Regions from separate parts of the Capra hircus genome. Here region 1 is linked to region 2. Evidence: chromatin contacts called from public Hi-C data. All regions are on one chromosome and are shown on one strand. The core of a region is the stretch at or near the end of the contact, and the rest is flanking DNA. Distances in the headings are between cores, read along the strand shown.

Region 1 (5,225 bases), core at 1,703-4,202, 110 kb after region 2:
GAAATGGGATCAAGGACCAGGTGCAACCCCAGACCCAGCGTTGGGATGGTGGCCTTCACTTGTGGTGAAGCCTAACGGGTGTATCACAGCCTGATCCAAAGTGGTTGGCTACAACCAGTGGGGGCACCAGGTGGCACTGGGAGAGCAGCTCACTCTCCCTGGGAGGGCCCCAGCCCGGGGTGATGACAGAGAATCAGACCTTTTACTTGGTGGCTTCCCTGTGGCCATCGTGGCCTTTGTTTTTAATAAAGGCTACACACAATGGAAAGAAACTAGGCAATAAAGAGAAAAGCCAGAGTTTATCATTACAAAGAAACAGCAGAAGGGGTAAGGCTCTTCCCTCCACCCCACGCCAGCCCCCAGGCAGTGGTGAACGGAGGGTGGAGGGTGAGGGCTGGGCTGGGTACACGAGCCGCTGCTGCAGGTTGGTGACCTGAATGAGCTCTTTCAAATCAAATAGGCTTCCACGTGTCCCCGGTGTCCCTCTATCTTTCCTTCCAGAATCTGATACTGTTGCAATTTTGAGGTCATTATCCTCAGCAAGGAACACCACCATTTAGAGACGAAGAAGGAAAAAAAAATTAGCTCGCTTTTGCTTCCACTCAAATGCTGGGACCACAGCGTCCAGAAGGTTCTTAAAAGAAGCCTGTCTGAACTAATGCTCCTGAAATTATAGGCCCTAGACTACTTTTGCTCTATGATTTAAAAAGTTGAACTCTAACTAGTCTTTCTTTTCTTGCAAATGAGAAGTTTTGTTATTAACTAATAGTCAGTTTTTCAACCTTTCCCCCTCAAAAGCTTTGTGCATGTACGCTGGCGCATTTCCCACATCCACTCCTCCTCATCTGACAGTGAGCCCTGTTGACTTCTTCCTCCAGAATGTCCCACAAAGCGCCTCATCCTCTGGGCTCCCACCCAGGCCCTCGTATTTCTTGCTCCTCTTTTTGCAGGAACATCAAGACCAGGAGGTGTCCTGCCATTGCTCTCCATCCCCTACAACTCACACTCTCTATTATTGCCAGATTGTCACTTAAATTTTTTTTTAAAATGTGGACCATTTTTAAGGTCTGTATTGAATTTTTTTTATAATATCTTTTCTGTTTCCTGTTTTGGTTTTTTGGCTGAGAGAGGCAGGTAGGATCCTAGATCCCGGACCAAGGATTGAACTCACACCCCTTGCATTGGAAGTGAGGTCCTGACCACTGGACTGGAGGGAAATCCCCCAGGTTGTCACTTAAACCGCAGATCTGAACACGTCACTTTCCTGCAGGAGAGCTGTGAGTCCCACCTGGAGCACAGGCCCTGCATCCCAACAGCACATCCTGGACACACCTTCCATCCAGGTCTGTGGCCAGATGTTCCCCTGCCTGCAAGTCCCTTCTCTGCCTGGCAAACTCCTATGCTTCCTGCAAGACCTGGCCCAGGGCATCTCTTCTAGAAGCCCCCTGTTTCCCCAGGGGAAGCCCTCCACTCTGTACTCCCCGGACACCTGTGACCTCACTGCACCGTCCAGAGTCTGTGCTGGGCTTCTCCCAGCCATGGGCTCCTCTGTTTGGTTGGCCCAAGGTCCTCCACGTGCCTGCATTTGATCCATGCTTGCCACCTGCACAAGTGTCTACGTGGAGGGCAGTTGCTAAGTGCAGTTACAAAGAAGAAACAATCCCTAAAGCTTCGTTTCCAAGAACACCGGCCAGCTGAGATGGAAGATTCCTGGTGGGTCTACTTCAGACAGAGTCACGCTCTTGCTGTCCCAAGAGGTGACACAAATCCTTAGCCTTGTCTCTTCTGGGGTGGTTGAGTTTTTTCCTAATGACTTCTGGCCTGAATCTGGGCCAAGGTCAAGTGCTCCTGTGGCCCCTTTAAATTTGGCTGAGGTGGTCTAAATTTAAACCTCTTATCCCTTCTCCTTCCCTTTGCTCCAAGATATATCATTTCATGTGAACACGACAGAATCATCTTTAAGAAAGAAATCCACTCCTTAAATAAACAGAAGTTTCATTTCACTTAACAAGTGTTAAATTGATCTAGCATCAACAAGCAACTGTTGATTTCAATTTAACATCATTTGTAAATGAATTAACAAATCACAATCATTTAACATCATGCCTACTGCCGGGCCGGTGCTCTGTATGCAGAATTATGACTGTTCTTGACTGTAAGCTCAATTCAGAGATTTATGTTCCTGAAAATGTGAAGACTTGCTTTTTCTCTTCTATGCTAAATGTTTCTTTTAAAGTGAATTTAAAAAATCACTTTGAGAGCTCTTTATCACAGTATCTAGTGCGACCTACCCCCAGTACTTAGAGGAAGAGCTAAAAAGAATAAACAGGAAAGGGCAGAAGACACCAACAACGTAAAGAGGAAAGGTGTAGATTCGGGGGTTAGGATATACAATGCTCACAGTAGAAAAACAGAAAATATGGCTAATACATAAACAGTGAAAATGCACAATGGACAAAAATTCTTACATGCTAACTAACCATGGTTAACATTCCAGTAGAGATTATTGCAGATCTTCATATTAATATATTCTTCTAGATAGCTACATAAATCAATTTTGGGTCAACCAATATATACTGTTCTGAATAATGACCTTTAAATTGGAGTCTATTTTTAGTCCCCTTTGGCGGGGGGAAGACTTGCTATATTCGACTCCCCTTAGTATCTGAGTGCCCAGTGGACCTTCAGGCTTAAGTCTCCCTACTCACCATGCTTTTTGCAGCGGGGACCCCATCACGGCTTTTCCCTGGGGGTGCTTTCGGAGCCTGGGGACCAGGCATGCTGGGGCAGCTCCAGAAGAGCCAGGAGCTGAGCTCAGAGTCTCACGACCACACTGGACCTGAGCAGCCCGGACCCACGCTGGTCTTTCCGGGCGGTGGTGCAGTCAGAAGTGCTGTTCCCAGCCGAGGGCTCAGGCGCTTCCACGCATGCGCCTGCCCTCTGTCTCAGGGACTCGCTCTATCTGCCAACTGGCTAGAAAGTTGCGAGTTCTCGCTCCTTCATTCTCTCTCTCTGTCTCTTTCACCCTGCTCTTGGTCTGACCTGCCGAATTCTAAAGAACTTCATGCCACAAGGGTCTGTTTTCAGCAAATGTGACTTGCCCAAAACGGGTCGCCCAGCATCTCTCATTGCAGAAGATTCCATCAACTGTTGGCCACTCTTACCCAAAAGAACGGTGCAGACCAGTGAATGGAAAGCAGTCCCCTGAGTGTCCAGTAGGAAGTGGCTCCAGAGCGATTGCTTTTTATAGCGCGCACAGGTGGCCGGTACAAGCCCCTCGCGTGAAGGCGGAGGGCTGGGCTCCCCGCCTCTGCAGAGAGAAACGTTTTCAAAGAGAACAGAAGCGCGAAGGAATGACTTGCTTACTTCTGGGAAGTTGAGAGAGTTAATTAAAAATTTTTTTTTTCTTGGTGAAGATCCCCTTTTTGGCTGAATCCATTCATATTGGTGATCAACAGAGCGCACGGATTTCTTAAGAAATACTTTTCTATCAGTAACTGTGACAGTCATTCAGAAGATCCTTCAGAATTTAAGGTTTAGTGGCATCCTGAAAGATACCTGGTCCCAACTCCCAATTTTCTAAATAAAGAAACTAAGGTTCAAAATCAATAATTTCTTCAAGTTCTCCGAGCAGCCTGATTTGGTTTTGGATGCTACCATTTACCCGGATGTTCTATCATACTCTCTGCTGTTGCGAGCATCAGTGGGATTTGGTACAAACGGGGCATCTCATGCCAGTGTAGTTTGTGTGCCGCACACAAGGATGGGCATGAAGTAAGGGCAGACACCACTGTGCTTATCTTTGCAGAGATTTACACCCATTATCGGAGAAAGCAATGGCACCCCACTCCAGTCCTCTTGCCTGGAAAATCCCATGGATGGAGGAGCCTGGTGGGCTGCAGTCCATGGGATCGCGAAGAGTCAGACATGACTGAGCGACTTCACTTTCACTTTTCACTTTCATGCACTGGAGAAGGAAATGGCAACCCACTCCAGTGTTCTTGCCTGGAGAATCCCAGGGACAGGGGAGCCTGGTGGGCTGCTGTCTGTGGGGTTGCACAGAGTCGGACACGACTGAAGCGACTTAGCAGCAGCAGCAGCACACTCATTATGGTAGTTTCAGAATACAGAGGATCTATTAAATATTTAAAATGAAGCCCCTGTGTTAAGGTTGCATATTGAAAGCATCATGCCTCATCCATCTGAAAGTGAAAGTCGCTCAGTCGTGTCTGACTCTTTGCGACCCCATGAACTATACAGTCCCTGGAATTCTCCAGGCCAGAATACTGGAGTGGGTAGCCTTTCCCTTCTCCAGGGGATCTCCCCAACCCAAGGATGGAACCCAGGTCTCTCGCATTGCAGGCCGATCCTTTACCAGCTGAGTCACAAGGGAAGCCCAAGAATAATGGAGTGGGTAGCCTATCCTTTCTAACTTTATTGAAATAATATGGGAGGAACAGAGCAATGTCAGTGCGGGAAAAGAGAAACTGAAGTGAACTAGGATAGGTTCTCAGTTCTGAGAGTTAAACAGCTTCTCTTCCAGCCTTTTCCGCACAGCAGTATTAATGAGATTATCAATTGAAAGGTGAGATCATCTGAAATAAATGTAGCCTCTGGCCAATTAGTCTGTGTTGGCATCTATTCTGGGATAGCATTTCCACCCCGTTCTTTGGGGCTCGTCCCCCAGGTTGGGGGAGAGCAGCTGTTCTCTGACCTGGCTGCTGCTGTGGCTGGTTGGGTCTGGCTGGGCCAAGAGTTTTTCCACACGGCTCCTGGCCACAGTCAATTCTCACTCCAGGAATAACCACCAGACCCAAAATAGGACCGAGTTGTTTCCCAGGAAATTTGCAAATGGTCTGAGGAGAAGAAAGCACCTCGTGGGCATAGGGACTGTGAGAGGGAAAATTGGGGGTGTTTCAAGGGACCACCGACCCCCATGTATTCTGGGGAAGAGGAGGGAGCCAGTCTGCAAAGGGGAAAGCAGAGTGAGGCGGACAGAGAGGGCGGGCAGGAGGTGGGGGACCCTCACGGCAGCGGCTGGTCACGGGGCCACGTGTTTTCTGATTTGGGGTTTTGAGAGTCTCTCCAGAATCCTCCCAGCAAACTGACATCTCTAACTCCCATAAATCATCATAGAAGTAGAGGGGTTAGGGCTGATTTATACAAAATTATCTAGTTTGTACAAAGAATTCTCTGCTAAAGGAGATGTGGAAGACAAATCAAAA
Region 2 (5,228 bases), core at 2,666-5,165:
TCATGAGAGAAATCACACTAAAGAGAAAAATCTATGAAATAAAGACCACAGGGAAGCCAGTAACAGGTTGGCAAGCTATAGCCAGCTGTCTTGGAGAAGGCAATGGCAACCCACTCCAGTACTCTTGCCTGGAAAATCCCATGGACAGAGGAGCCTGGTAGGCTGCAGTCCATGGGGTCTCAAAGAGTTGGACACAACTGAGTGGCTTCACTTTCACTTTTCACTTTCATGCATTGGAGAAGGCAATGGCAACCCACTCCTGTGTTCTTACCTGGAGAATCCCAGGGACGGGGGAGCCTGGTGGCCTGCAATCAATGGAGTTGCACAGAGTTGGACATGACTGAAGCGACTCAGCAGCAGCAGCCGCAAAGGTATTGAAATCACAGAGTCTGTTCTCTTATCACTGTGGAATTATGTTAGAAATCAATATCAAAAGATATTTGAAAATAACACACATATTTTCAAGTGCAATGTGACATTTACTAGGATCTTTGACTTAACCATTGAAAGCCTCAATAAAGTTAGGAGACTGAAAAATCCCCTAGGGCGATTGCAGAGAAGAAAGCATTTAAGTGGAAAGTAATACCAAAATAAGAAAATGAAAGATACTTTTAAACATCCCATGTATTTGGAAATTAAATGCCCATTTTAAAATGATGGGTGTATCTAAGGAGCCATAACAGGGAAGATTAGAAAATGTAATAGAATAAAAATGGAAAGAGAATTTACCAGAATTTGTTGCATGCAGCTGAAGCTGCTCAATGGAATTAAATACAATTTGGAGTCTTGAATAAGACATGAAATCAAATAATGGACACGAGCGTAAAATTTTGTGAAATTTGAACAAAATCTGTATTACATTAATTTCCTGTTTTTTTTTTTGAAGCATAGTATTTATGTTCTCAGAATTGGATTATATGCCTTTGAACTATGCCTTTGTATAGTCAGAGGAAGCTGAATCTCTAGAAGTGAGACTGTTTGGCATCCCTAAAAACACTGGCACCACCTATGAATAAGACAGAAAACCACAAGAAAAAGAATACTTGAAAGACAGCTAGATGCGATTGAAAGGGAGTGATGTAATAGGCAAAAATGCCTTCTGAGTGCCAGTGATTGTGCTGGGGTGCTGAGAAAAAGACGATGAATAGAACTGTCCTCACGGGTCTAGTGGGGTAACCATATTGTGTGAGATGTGTGATAACAGGGTGGGACAGAGTGCTGTAGGAGCACAGGGACCCCGCACCCATGCTGGGGGTCATGGCAAGCTTCCTGCGTGAAAGGACACTGGAGATCAGGTCATATGAATTTGCAGGAGTTTGCTGGATGAAATGAGGGGGGAAAGAATACGATGGGTGAAGCCCAAGAGGTGAGAGAATGCCTAGAACTTTGAGGCTCTGAGAGCTTGCTGTGTCTGAATCAACACGAAGTAGGGGATATTAAGAAGTACCCCCTACTTCGTGAGTCCTCATGAGATTCAGATATTGATGATGCAATAACAATTCAAATCCATATTATGGAGAAGGTTGTTGAGTATCACTTCAGTGATTTAGAGAACCATCCTGAGAAATCCCAGAACTAGAGTAAAGGATTAAAAATATTGACCCTATTGGAGCTTCCCTGATGGCTCAGACAGTAAAGAATCAATCTGCAATGCAGGAGACCTGGGTTTGATCCTGGGTCTTGAGGATCCCCTGGAGAAGGGAGTGGCTAGCCACTCCAGTATTCTTACCTGGGGAAATCCCATGGACAGAGAAGCCTGGTGGGCTGTGGTCTGTGGAGTCACAACTGAGTGACTACCACACACACATTGAGACAGATGGTTGGTATATAGCAGAGCAGATAATTCAACCTAAGACTGCTATTCCTATGGTGCAATAGAAGGAACAGCAAGACTTAATTTAACAACTATTTCCTGAGCTAAGTATTAGTACTTGAATACACAGATCAAGAGGGTTCTCCACAATCCAAGAAAAACAAATGGCAATGTTTTTACATTACAGGGATATAGAGGACAGATCTTATGAAAATTCAGGCAAAAAGAAGCAAATCCCCTTGCGAGAATGAAAATCCCACTGACCTTAGGCTTTTCTGCAACACTCAAGATAAGAAGACAATTAAACAACATCTATTAGAGTTTTCAGGGAAAATGTTGGGAACAACCTCGCACTCAAAAAGTCCATTATTTTTCAAGGCAATGGCATTTACTTCTAGATCTGCAGCCTTGCACCAGACATTCCTGAAAGAAGTGAAAGTGAAAGTCGCTCAGTCGTGCCTGACTCTTTGCCACCCCATGGACTATACAGTCCATGGAATTCTCCAGGCCAGAATACTGGAGTGGGTAACCTTTCCCTTCTCCAGGGGAATCTTCCCAACCCAGGGATCAAACCCAGGTCTCCCGCACTGCAGGTGGATTCTTTACCAACTGAGCTATCAGGTAAGCCCATTGACCATCCTGTCCCTCATTAAAAAAAAAAACCACTCACAAAAACAGTAACAAAAGAGAAGTCAAAATGAGAGCTCAGTAATGAGGGAACCATGATTCAGAAGGACTCATGAGACCAGCCTTACTTTGGACCACAATGTAGCTACTTGGTTGACCTCTGTGTGGTCTGGTCAGTTCTGGGGGCTGAGAGTGAAACTTGGCCTGCAAAGCTTCCCTGAACTGTTCCTCCTGAGGTAACTTCCATTTCCCAGAAAATGTATTTCTCTTCCCACATGCTTTACCCCTTGTTTCAGAAGGAATATCAAGTTCGATGACTGCTTAAAACTGATTTGGTTTCCAACATCTGGTAATATTGTCTTAGCTGCTTACCTGGTTGAGATACAGTGTTGAGAGGAACTGAACACTCCTTTTCTCAGAACAGATCTGAACACAGCGTACTGATCAGTTTCATGTCCAAGAACCTCTCATGCTTTCTGCATCTTTCAAACTTGGATGCTTGCCTGGCTTGTGGTACTTTGAATTGGGCAAGACGAGCAAACCGTGTATTAGCAGCCTTCGCAGCCTGAAGCTTTGCTTGATCTCATCTGGGACTTGTGAATGTCCCCTTGTTACCTGTGGTTGGAACCAGCACATTCATTGTATACATATGATGCTGATGTTTAGAAATGTAGCTTATCTATTTTTCTATTTCTTGAAGAAAATCTCAGAAGCAGATACACAATTTATCATTTCCTTTTCATCAAGGAAGTTAGTGACTCAGTTCAGCAGGAGCGATATTCATAAAGGAACAGGAAAAAGGCTGAGATCATAACATTTCTAGTTACTATTGCTGTGTAACCAGTTCCCCCAGAAACAAGTGGCTTCAGTAATAATCATTTTCTCAGGCTCCACATCCTTTGGGCTAGGAATTGGAACAGGGTGCCGTGGGGGTGGTTTGTGTTTATCCTGTGAAGCCTGGAGCCTCAGTTGGTAAGACTCATATTGCAGATGATTTGATAGTTAGAGGCTGGAAACTTCTGGAAGTTCTTCCACTCTCCTGTTTGGTGCCTGGGTTGTGATGACTTGAGAATTAGGGCCACTGCTCAAAGCAGTTGCTAACTTGCCCAGACTCAAGGAAAGGGGCCATAGATCCCACTTTCAGTAGGAGAAATGTCAAAATTTGTGGTTGTATTTTAGAAACTGCTAAACTGCTTCCCTTGGAGAAGGCGATGGCACCCTACTCCAGTACTCTCGCCTGGAAAATCCCATGGACAGAGGAGCCTGGTAGGCTGCAGCCCATGGGGTCGTGAAGAGTCAGATATGATTGAGTGACTTCCTTTTCACTTTTCACTTTCATCCATTGGAGAAGGAAATGGCAACCCATTCCAGTGTTCTTGCCTGGAGAATCCCAGGGACAGGGGGAGCCTGGTGGGCTGCCGTCTATGGGTTGCACAGAGTCGGACACGACTGAAGCGACTTAGCAGCAGCAGCAGCAGCAGCAGCAGCAGCAAACTGCTTCCCTGGTGGCTCAGACGTCTGCCTGCAGTGCGGGAGACCCAGGTTCGTTCCCTGGGTCAGGAAGATCCCCTGGAGAAGGCACTGGCAACCCACTCCAGTACTCTTGCCTGGAGAATCCCATGGATGGAGGAGCCTGGTAGGCTATAGTCCATGGGGTCGCAAAAAAGTCGGACATGATTGAGAGACTTCACTTCAAACTGTAACATTGATTTTCTTTGGCTCATGGAATGGTGTTATGGATTGAATTTTCTCCCCCCGCCCCCAAATTCATGTTAAAGTCCTAACCTTCAGAACCTTGGAGATAAGGTCTTTGCAGGTAGAGTTAGTTGAATTAGAACTATGGAACTATTCGTATTGGAATATAGTGGACTCCTAGTCCAGTATGATTGGTGTCATTTTAAGAAGGGGAATTTGGGCACAGACCCCCACAGGTAGGAAGCCCCATGAAGATAAAGACAGTGGTGTGGTGTTTCTGAAAGCCAAGGGAGCTACCAGAAGCTAGGGGAGAAGCCAGGAGAGACTTCCTTACTGCCTCAGAAGGACCCAGCCTGAGTCACACCGTGATCTTGTACTTCTAGATCCCATAGCTAGGAGACCATCAATTCCTGGTGTGTAAGCCACCTGCTTCATTATAGCAGTCCTAGAAAACTAATACAGATGTGTTTTAGTTTGTATATAATTTTTAATATTTTTCATATTTTTGACAAGGGATGTATGTTTCTTTAAAAATGGGGGAAATACATTTATTTAATAAAAAAATTTCAATTTCTAGGTTCCATAAAACTTGGAAATATACCAAAATCTTAACTACGGTTGTATCTGTGTAATACAAGTATTGTTGTTCAGTCGCTCAGTCGTGTCCGACTCTTTGCAACCACGTGGAATACAGCCCACCAGCCTTCCCTGTCTGTCACGGTCTCCCAGAGTTGCTCAAACTCATGTCCATTAAGTCAATGATGCTATCCAACCATCTCATCCTCTGCCGCCCTCTTCTCCTTTTGCCTTCAATCTTTCCCAGCATCAGGGTCTTTTCCAATGAGCTGCGTCTTCGCATCATGTAGCCAAAGTACTGGAGCTTCAGCTTCAGCATGAATCCTTCCAATGAATATTCATGGTTGATTTCCTTTAGGATTGATGGATTCGATCTCTCTGAAGTCCAAGGAACTCTCAAGAGTCTTCTCTAGCACCACAGTTCAAAAGCATCAATTCTTCAGGACTCAGCCTTCTTTATGGCCCAGCTCTCACATCCATACATGACTACTGGAAAAATCATAGCTTGGACTATGTG

The links. A called contact is a pair of places that touch in the nucleus more often than the background predicts.
Region 1: a Hi-C map of blood shows a contact between it and region 2, with 3 times the contacts expected there. The contact joins the promoter of LOC108636785 here to the enhancer-like site in region 2. A contact is called at or near these places in 2 of 5 Hi-C or Micro-C datasets (both in blood).

The regions. Positions count from the first base shown.
Region 1 is chr9:82,745,304-82,750,528 of ARS1.2, forward strand. LOC108636785 (rho GTPase-activating protein 20-like) reads right to left here and starts at 2,953. Exons shown (of 4, transcript XM_018053536.1): 1 at 2,709-2,953. The coding sequence starts at 2,780.
Region 2 is chr9:82,638,001-82,643,228 of ARS1.2, forward strand. No RefSeq gene overlaps it. Among named protein-coding and RNA genes, the nearest start is that of RSPH3, 7.1 kb to the left of the region's middle. Within about 2 kb of position 3,916, at least 1 of the 5 cell types and tissues checked has an H3K27ac peak or open chromatin away from gene starts, as enhancers often do.